Regions from separate parts of the Gossypium hirsutum genome. Here region 2 is linked to region 1. Evidence: chromatin contacts called from public Hi-C data. All regions are on one chromosome and are shown on one strand. Each heading gives the region's core, a stretch centred on a gene start, on an enhancer-like site or on the middle of the called end of the contact. The rest is flanking DNA. Distances are from core to core; before and after follow the strand shown. Region 1 holds the start of LOC107918232 (F-box/kelch-repeat protein At1g67480). Region 2 holds the start of LOC107916618 (trihelix transcription factor GT-1).

The links. A called contact is a pair of places that touch in the nucleus more often than the background predicts.
Region 2: a Hi-C map of leaf shows a contact between it and region 1, with 2.0 times the contacts expected there. The contact joins the promoter of LOC107916618 here to the promoter of LOC107918232 in region 1. A contact is called at or near these places in 3 of 34 Hi-C or Micro-C datasets (callus and leaf).

What each region holds. Positions count from the first base shown.
Region 1 is chrA01:95,157,239-95,162,160 of Gossypium_hirsutum_v2.1, reverse strand. It overlaps LOC107918232 (F-box/kelch-repeat protein At1g67480), which reads left to right and starts at 2,600. Exons shown (of 2, transcript XM_016847770.2): 1 at 2,600-3,386; 2 at 3,474-4,266. The coding sequence starts at 2,866. The coding sequence ends at 4,101. LOC107918230 (mannosyl-oligosaccharide glucosidase GCS1) reads right to left here. Exons shown (of 22, transcript XM_016847769.2): 22 at 1,802-4,922.
Region 2 is chrA01:95,728,170-95,733,091 of Gossypium_hirsutum_v2.1, reverse strand. It overlaps LOC107916618 (trihelix transcription factor GT-1), which reads left to right and starts at 1,931. Exons shown (of 5, transcript XM_041109881.1): 1 at 1,931-2,825; 2 at 3,636-3,674; 3 at 4,823-4,922. The coding sequence starts at 2,327.

The DNA of each region.
Region 1 (4,922 bases), core at 1,351-3,850:
ATATGAATGCCCCCTAAAGTTTTTCATTATTCAATTTAGTCTCTAAAATCAAAATTGCAATATCTCTCAAATTTGAGCTTTGATTTCGAAATCGATCTCAATTACATCTTTTTAAGACCCTCTACTGTCCATAATTACAAAGATTTCATAACGGTTATGAAATATTTATACTTTAGCCATTATGTTTTTTTCACTTTACAAATTTATCTGCTTTTTCATAACAGTTATGAAATATTTATACTTTAGCTGTTCAGAAATATGGGCGAACTCATTGTCATTGGTGAGTTGAAGTTTGAGTGGGATGGACATGTAGCACAGTTCCATTAAAGGCATGTAACATGTTTTTTTTAACTAACATAAACTTTACATGTTAATTCAGTTTATGGCTTCCTAACATATTAATTTTGTTTATTTATACTGTATTTTTAATATGAGTATTATCTTAAAATAGAGAATATCTATTTTTCTATATAAATAATAGTTACGAATTAAGAAAAAGAGAAAGGAAAATTCTTACTAAAGTGGGATCCACCAAGAAGGAAAATTAAAACCACAAAGAAATTGCATAGAAGAATCACAAACTCCCATTAATGGGAACCTAAAAATCTCCAATTACTGACCAAACTGTTAAAAGTAGAATACTTTAAGGAGAAATACAATAATGATTTCATGTTTTTCTTTCTATTACTTTTCTATATATATATATATATTTATCCAATTCTTTCGTCCTTGATATTTTTATTATGTTAATCAACAATTATTTTATCAGTTTAAATACAAATTATGTTTGTTATTTATCTAAAGCTCAAACCAGTTGGATTTTTTTTATTCTTGAATAAATATATGTAACCTTTATATATATATATATATCATCCTGAAAAATATTTTAATATACTCATCCACCATTTAAAAATAACACGTAATAATTTAATAATAAAATCAACAACAAAAGTAAAACCAATATAAAAAAAATTATGCAGTAAAACTAAACCAAATTATTATTATTTTTTAGTTTTTCAAAAATAAGAGCACTACACAAAAATAAACTCTCAAATACAAACCTTTGATGAAACCAAATGGATATGTTTGGTCAAATTCTATTATTAGACCCTATATTTTGTGTAAATTATAAATTTAATATTTATATTTTAATTTTTAAATTAAAAATATATATTAATATTTAGTATATTAAAAGTGTATTTTTTTAATTTTAAAAAATTAGAGTGAAAATATAAAAAAGTAAAGCCAAATCATTCTCCTATATTAGACTTGACTTCTTTTTTTTCTTTTTACCAGGAAAAGAATTATTTGTCTGATGTCACGAAATAAACGGAGGCTTAAAATGAAAGAAATAAATGAATAAATAATGATGATGATAATAATGATAATGAGATGATTAGTGAGTGGTGGAACCCTCTCGCCCTTTTCTGCCTTGCTTTTTCTATGCTTATAAATTCTTTCCCTTATTCATGGCTGCTTTGCCTCAAAACACTCTCATCCCCTTTTACGCCTTTCTTTTCAACACCAACCCTTTTTCATTCTCCTCTTTTCCAGGATCTTCAAAGGTAAATCCCCCTTTCCTCACACCTCTATATACATTGCCTCCTTTCTCCTTTCTTTTAAAATTTATGTTCATTTAGGTTTTTTTTTTCCTTTAAAAATTTTAAACCAAAAAAAAAAATATTTCTTACCAGGTTAGAGAACCTGTTGAGACGTGAACTTGGGGATCTTTTTAGTGTTTATCTTCAGATCTAACGTGTTTCAATAGTATTATTGCCAGACTGTTAGGATTTTGGATAAGAACATTCGGCTGTCTTCCTACCCCCCCCCCAACTTTACTTTCCAGGAATCTGGGTTTTCTGGTTGTTGATAGATGATTTGTTGGTCTGCTGCCTTTTACTTTAATCCTTTTGATTCTATGATATCATACATTTCATCTTAAGAACTCATCTGTTAATTTTAGTTGTAGTTATTTTAATTTAAGTTAGGGTGGTTGGGTAGGTCAAGTCAAGATCTGGGTTTTACAAGTTCAGAGATATATAATAAGCCCCTTGAGTTGTTCGCCCCTTTTGTGTATCTACCACCGCAAATAAATTAATACCTTCTTTTTGCAACATGTTAGAGTTTTAGGTTTAGAATAATAGAAAGGAACACTTACTTCACCACTACCACCACCACCACCATTATTATTATTATTTTGTATTTCTGTTTGGCTTTGGGTGTTTCCCAGCAGTACATAAGTCACTGCTGCCGGCCTGGAGAATCATGATCAAAACAAGTTGTCTATTTGAAGACAGAATCGCTGTTATATGAACTGGATATGTATTGGTTGAATTGACCTTTCTTCATTTTAATTTATATATTCAGGTGATTACTGGTTTCATCATAATGGAAGTTATTGGGGGCTAAAACTTCTGAATTTTATGGCCTTAAAAGGTATTGATTTGACAATGACCGTAGAGATAAGCTATTGTTTCTTTGGTTTCCTGTCGGTAAGCTATTGTTTCTTTGGTTTCCTGTCTTCATACTAATTGGTTATGGTTTTACAATCTTGCATTTAGTTATTTGGGCAATGTGTGGGCAACGGAACGGATACAGAGGTGTGGGAAAAGCTTTGCAGAGTTCAACAGGAAAGAGGGCTTTTGGCATGGAATATGAATCAGATTGGACTAAGAATAGAGTTTCATCGGCATTTACAGCTCAAGTCATCCGTTCTGCTACATCACTTATGCCTTGGAGTTGTAAAATCCCTATAGGTGATGGATTTCATGAGTTTCTTTAATTAGTTGACTAGCATTTATAAATATTGACGCATTCTTTTGGGAAAATATATTTGTACCGCATACGAGAACCATCTAGAAAAAAATGCCTGGTTTTGTGAGAGAAAAGAAGAGAATCACAGAACCCAATATGTGTCTCAGCTCCCCGCTTATGCCAGATCATTCAAAAGGCAATCACCGTTCACCCTCTCAGGCTACTGATGAAATAGAAAGCCCGTTGCTTCCAGGGCTACCGGATGATGTGGCCAAGTATTGCCTTGCTCTAGTTCCTCGTTCTAGCTTCCCTTCCATGGGTGGTGTATGTAAGAGGTGGAGATCATTCATTCAAAGCAAAGAATTCTTAATGGAACGAAAGATAGCTGGAATGCTTGAAGAGTGGCTTTATGTTCTAACTATGGATTCTGAAGGAAAGGAAAGCCACTGGGAGGTTTTGGATTGTTTGGGCCAGAAACATAGGCTTCTTCCACCAATGCCTGGTCCAGAAAAAGTTGGATTTGGGACAACTGTCCTCAATGGAAAGCTTCTTGTACTTGCTGGCTATTCAGTCATCAACGGAACTGCTTCTGCCTCTGCAGACGTTTATCAATATGATTCTTGCCTCAACTGGTTTGTTTTCCATTTTCACTTTTTATATGACGCTTAATATTTTGTCTTGGACTTCTTATTGGTTTTAACACATCATCATAATTGCAGCTGGAGCAAACTAGCAAACTTAAATGTTGCTCGCTATGATTTTGCTTGTGCGGAGGTAAATGGTGTGGTTTACGTCGTTGGAGGCTATGCGGTTGAAGGCGAGAGCCTCTCCACTGCAGAGGTGTATGACCCTGACACAGATAAGTGGACACTCATTGAAAGTCTACGTCGACCTCGCTGGGGTTGTTTTGCCTGTGGATTGAACGGAAAGCTTTATGTCTTAGGTGGTAGGTCAAGCTTCACTATTGGAAACTCGAGGTTTGTTGATGTGTACAACCCTGAGAAGCAGACTTGGTGTGAGATGAAAAATGGGTGTGTGATGGTCACTGCCCATGCTGTGCTGGAGAAGCAGCTTTTCTGCATGGAGTGGAAGAACCAGCGGAAGCTGGCAATATTCAACCCAGATGACAATAGCTGGAAGATGGTTTCGGTGCCATTGACAGGGAGCACAAGTATAGGGTTCCGTTTTGGGATATTGGATGGAAAACTGCTACTATTGTCAGTGGAAGGGGACCCTGGTTACCACACACTTTTGTATGATCCAAATGCAGCCCCGGGTTCAGAATGGCAAACTTCTGAAATAAAGCTTTCTGGTCTGTGCCTATGCAGTGTGACTATTAAAGCTTGAAAGAAGCATGCCCTGATAATTTAAGGATCTTCAGTGACGAATGACCTATGTATTCTCATTTAAGTTAAATTTGATTGTGTTAAGCTGATTTGGACTGGGAACATGTCAGAACCCAAAACCTATGTTGTTGAGGTTGAACTTGTTAATTGGATTTCTGTTTTATCATTTCTTTTTTCAAAATATCCTGGGTGATAATGCTTTATATCTTTCGTCTTGTTTTTTTGGTGGTTGGGAAGTGGCACAAAACTAAAGCTGGCTGGCTTGTTTACATGGATTAGCGATATAAGCAGGATTGAATATGCAAATATAGAGCAGAGAGGAAGGGTGGGAAATGAGTTTAATATCAGGGATGTGGGGAGGAGATAATAATGGCTCAAGAAACAGATGTAGAGTGGCTGATGCACGCAATTGAAGGCAGCATCAATCAGCAGGATCAAGTTTTAGCCAATAAATTCCATATTGTCCTTGATCAAGGCTTCTTCAGAGCTCCTTACTTCGTTCATTCATTGATCATTGGTCTTCGAGGCCAATGATATTGCCCTTTTCAGGTCCTTGCTTAATAAGTTACCAAACCCTCAACTCATATTTCTCAATTCTCACTTCCGCCTATAAGCTGGGTTACCCCCAGCCTACAAAGCCTCAGTGTAAAAAAGGATGGGCCCACCCCTCACCATCTATTTTCTTTTAGAAACATACTTCATGTCCCAAGTTCAAATCATGTCTTAACTTAATCTTACCTGCGAATTATCTCCAAAGCTATTTTGATTTAACTTTTCAATTTATTTATCTAATTATACCTTCTAATGCTTCATCTGTTTATA
Region 2 (4,922 bases), core at 682-3,181, 570 kb before region 1:
CATTTACAAAATCAAATCTTATCAAATTACAAATCTTCTAAGATTACTTATTTACCAAGATAGCCTTGATTTTCCATAAGTACTTCATTGGACCACCAAAGCTTCAAGTAGATGGGCTTCTTCACATGTTCCATGAATCGGGCCAATTTAAGTGGGTCGAATGAGCCCTATTTAATCGATTGACCTTCATGAAATGTTCTTTGCGCAATCATCACGGGCTTTGATCCGCGACTCGTGACATTAATATTATCGAAACTCATTATCAATAAAATCTATTACTATCAAACTTAATCTCACTAAAATACCTATAATGACATTTTGCAATTAACTTAACCTTTTGAAAATCTATAACATGAGTAAGTAATACCACGCCTTAAAAATCAAGGTATAAAAACAACTTAATTACCTTATCTAATTTAGGTCCGAATTTGAAGAAACTTCAAGCTTTTCTTTCTCTTTTTCCTATTCGGTGCTAAGGAAAAAGATGGATTTTTTTTTTATCTCTCCCACTAATAGTTTTATATATATATTTAGATTAACAATTTAATTAACATAATTAATCATGTTTACCTTACTAATTTAAGACTATTATATATTATAATTATAATATGAAGGTTAAGTGGATTTAATCATCACATTTTACTAACCCATTAATTAATAATGATTAAATAATCTTTAGGTCCTTTGGTTAATTGCAAATCAAGTCCCCATGTATTTTTTAATTTAAAGTTTAATAGTGATTACATTCTTACAATTTAATTCTTGAACCACTCAATTTAATTACCCGACCACCCACTAATATATTTTCATACTAAAAGAAAAATCATTCTATTCATAATTTCACAGTTTGGTTTACGGAATTAAATTCGAGATCACATTTTTCTATACCGACTAAAATTAAATCATTACACATTTATTTAAATCTAAAATTGTTAAATATATATTTATACATTCATATCAAAATTTATCTTTTGTGTTCGTTTTTTATTTATTTAATATTTACCATAAATCAACATTTAAAAGCAATTTTACTTACAAAGAAAAGAATTCAACATGTTAATAAATTAAGTAGTTCACCTCATCTTTGGGTCTTAAACCTTACAAAACTAATATGATAAACATGAATTTTTAAATTTTAATATCATTTATGTAATAAATTTGAACTATGAACTACGAATCAAAACTGACAGCTGCAAATTTAAACTCAAATAAGAAATTACATGAAGTTGATCACTGGAACTAGTAATAAACTAAAGAGAAAATTCGCTCAAATCTATTCCAGCTCTCAATCACCAAACCAAGAAAAACTCAGAAAATTTAGAAAAAAAAATTGGAAGGTTTTTAAACTACCTCTCTCGATAGCAACAAGTTACTCTATTTGTTTATCATTCATTAACCTAGTTACACCAAAATTCCCTGAACCAATATCCTTAACAAGTTCATAACAATCACTATCATGCATGATTAGCATATCCATCTCTGGTCTCACTTTTAAGTGTTGACCGATCCACTGTAAGTGAGAGTTTGAATTATTTTCCATTGTGTTTTTCGGCCTAAATGTAGCTGCTCTTAGAATTCCTGAGATAAAGGGTTATCTTAATGGAGTTGACATTCCTGACATGTTTGGTGCTCCACCATTGCTTTTATATAAGAAAAGAGAGGAGATGGATGGAGAGGTGGAGAGGGTTTTGGAGCCAAGTGACCGAGAGGGTTCGGACGATAGATGATAAAATAAAGAAACTCAAAAGTTTAATTTTTAAAATAATATTATTATTTAACATAAAATGTCATTTCTGTTTGGATTTTAACATTTTTATCAAAAGAACCTTACTATATATCTAAATTATAAACTTTTTTATTTAAATGTCTAAAATAAATAATTTTATAGTTAAATAATTACTTATATAATTTACCCTTAAAATAAATTATCGAGAGGGAAAGGTAGGGAGGGACAATGCAAGGCAACTGCCGAAGGCAAGATAAAGAAACTGGTCTTGCAGCCAACTGATCATGTTTTGAATGACCTGGTTGTAATACTTTCTATTACCCTTATTTACCAAAAATAAATAAAGAAATTGCCCACGCTATTTTCTTTTTTCACTACTATTTATCGGCTAAGCTCTGGAAAAGGGAAGAAAAGACTAATCAAATTCAAGCTCCATGATTTCACTTCTCCTCCTGTTCAAAACTCTCACTCTTTTCAACTCCTAAACGCCTTAAACCCCTAATATACAAGCGAAGAAGAAAAAAATAAACCATTTTCCTTTCCGATTCGCTGCCACGTACTTGTTCGTCCATTGATTTATACAAGGAAGCTCCTGCTGCCATGGCCCGGGACATGATCATCGAGGTCACCACCAATGGGGGTTTACCGGATCATCTCCGCCACCACCATCCTCACTCTCTCCAACAACAGCAGCAAATGATCTTGGGCGAAAGCAGCGGCGATGACCCAGAAGTCAAAGCCCCGAAGAAAAGAGCCGAGACCTGGGTCCAAGACGAAACCCGAAGCCTTATCGGTTTCCGGAAGGAAATGGACGGCCGTTTCAATACTTCTAAATCGAACAAGCACCTTTGGGAGAAGATATCAGCTATGATGAGGAAGAAAGGGTTCGATCGATCCCCAACTATGTGTACGGACAAGTGGAGGAACTTGTTGAAGGAGTTTAAGAAAGCTAAGCATCAAGATAGAGGGAGCGGTTCAGTCAAGATAACCTATAAGGAAATTGAAGAGATTTTAAGGGAGAGGACAAAGAAGCCTTATAAGGCTCCAACTCCTCCTCCCAAGCTTGATTCCTTTATGCATTTCTCTGATAAGGGTTTATGTACTACTTTTGACTTCTTTTTTGCCCTTTTCATTTTGCATTTAAAGAGTCCGAACTTTTATTGATGATTTGCTGTTACTATGGTTGATGGGGCTTTCTCTTTAAATCCTTTATTTGGATTTAAGAATCCGTTTTTGAGTTATATAGCTTTAATGATTTTCCCTTCTTGTTCAAAAAGCCTGTAATTTTTCAAATTTAAGTTGTTATTGAGTTACTAAGAGTGGTATAGTGAATTGTTGAGAACAGAAATTAATTTTGGTGTCTAATAACTTTGAGTGGCATTTTTTTAATGGTTGTGGTGACTGCTTTATAAGAGGGGTTTTCTTCAACCTTCATGAAAGCTGCTGCTTTAAAATTCATTTACAAAATAATTGGTTGACATGATTTTGGATTCATTTTTTGAAAATCTATTAATATATTTAATTATTTCGAAATCTAGAATACCGTTTTGAAAGAAGTAGGGAAATAGTATGTTTAAATCTTATATGTGACCTACTGTTTCCTCTGTTTCTTATGCGGTTTGATCCATTTTCCAATGCCTTCATTCTACTTTTACAAGGTTTATCAGGTTTGATCTTCTTTCATGAAACCTTGATGTCGCATTTCGCATTTCTTCATGAAAGTAGTACATAAGTTTTCTTCTCCTGCTTTTGGAGATTTAAATGTCTATTCTTTCTTACTCTCTCCCTTCTGTTAGCAGACTAGCATGGTGTTCATTTGAGCTACCTGATGGCTTATTGCCACGTATATTCGGTTTTTTCTTTTACCATGACTTTAATAGTTATCACCATTATGTTCGGACTCTTGCAGGTTTTGAGGATACCAGCATAACATTTGGTCCTCTTGAAGGTATGTTGTTGCTGCTGTTACGTAAGTTTGCTGTCTTCTGGTTTATCTTGATTTTAGTTTCATTGCTTTAGAAGCTTGTTGTAATATTTGTCCTCAAGTTAATTTGGATAATTCTTAGAATTATTGGTGCAGTGTCATTAATCTTATTAACCCTATGCCCTTCGTCAACTTCTTGCTGGATTCAATATGAGGCATAATTAGAGAAGAGTATTCCTATCTTGAAAGCACCATGATATTCTTTTCAGAAAAAAGGCACCACAGTACGTGCATATTTTTCATAAGACCAGTAACGTTATTTATCGCATTACTCTGGGAACCTTTAAGTATCACCCTCTATTTATTCATCTGTTAAATTGGATTTACTTAAAAATAAAACTGAACAGTCACACTTTTTTCCCTCGTAACCTTTCTTTTCAGCATTTTTAACCAAGATGGACAGCCTTGCTTGTTACTTTCCCCTTCATTTTCAACCCCTTGCAATTAATTCTAACCTTTTAATTTCAGTGACAGTGTCACTAGCCTTGCGAGCCCAACATACCACCTGCTCCCACCCAGGATTAGTTCTTCCGATATTGAGACAGCATGTACTGACACTTTCTTACTCTAATGCTATCCTTATTTCTTTGAAACAGCGTGCTGATAGAACCTGTTGGTTATCTACACTTTCTTACTCTAATATTATTCTTTCTTTCATGTAGCATTCAAATGATATCAGATGGAAAATGTTCTCCCTAACAAGGTCTCTTCCTAGAGCGCCATTACCCATTAGTATCTCCTGACAGTACTTATCTTTCCATTTGAGCTAGTGGATGAAATTTAATCCATCACTGGGGTTTATAAGCATGCGATCTTATGCCTTATACTATTTTTCAGTCCCAATGCTAATTTTGTTTTGCTAGGAATTTTAAGAATTTGGTGTTAAAAAATGAAAAGAACATCGATTTGACATGTTCATGTGCTTCCACGTTGAATCGATAGTTAAGTTAAAAAGAAATATTATGTACTCAAAATAATTGCTGCCTCATTTGAGGTCAACAACTTTTTATTGCAGTGAGTAGTATTTCATTTATTCAGAATAGACATTCTCTGTTATCCATGTTGCCCTTTTCTGAACTTTAAAAATGTTGTTCATGCTTTCTGGTATGCAGCTAGTGGTAGGCCAGCACTTAATCTTGAACAAGGTTTAGATCATGATGGACATCCTCTTGCCATCACCACAGCCAATGCAGTTGCAGTCAGTGGAGTTCC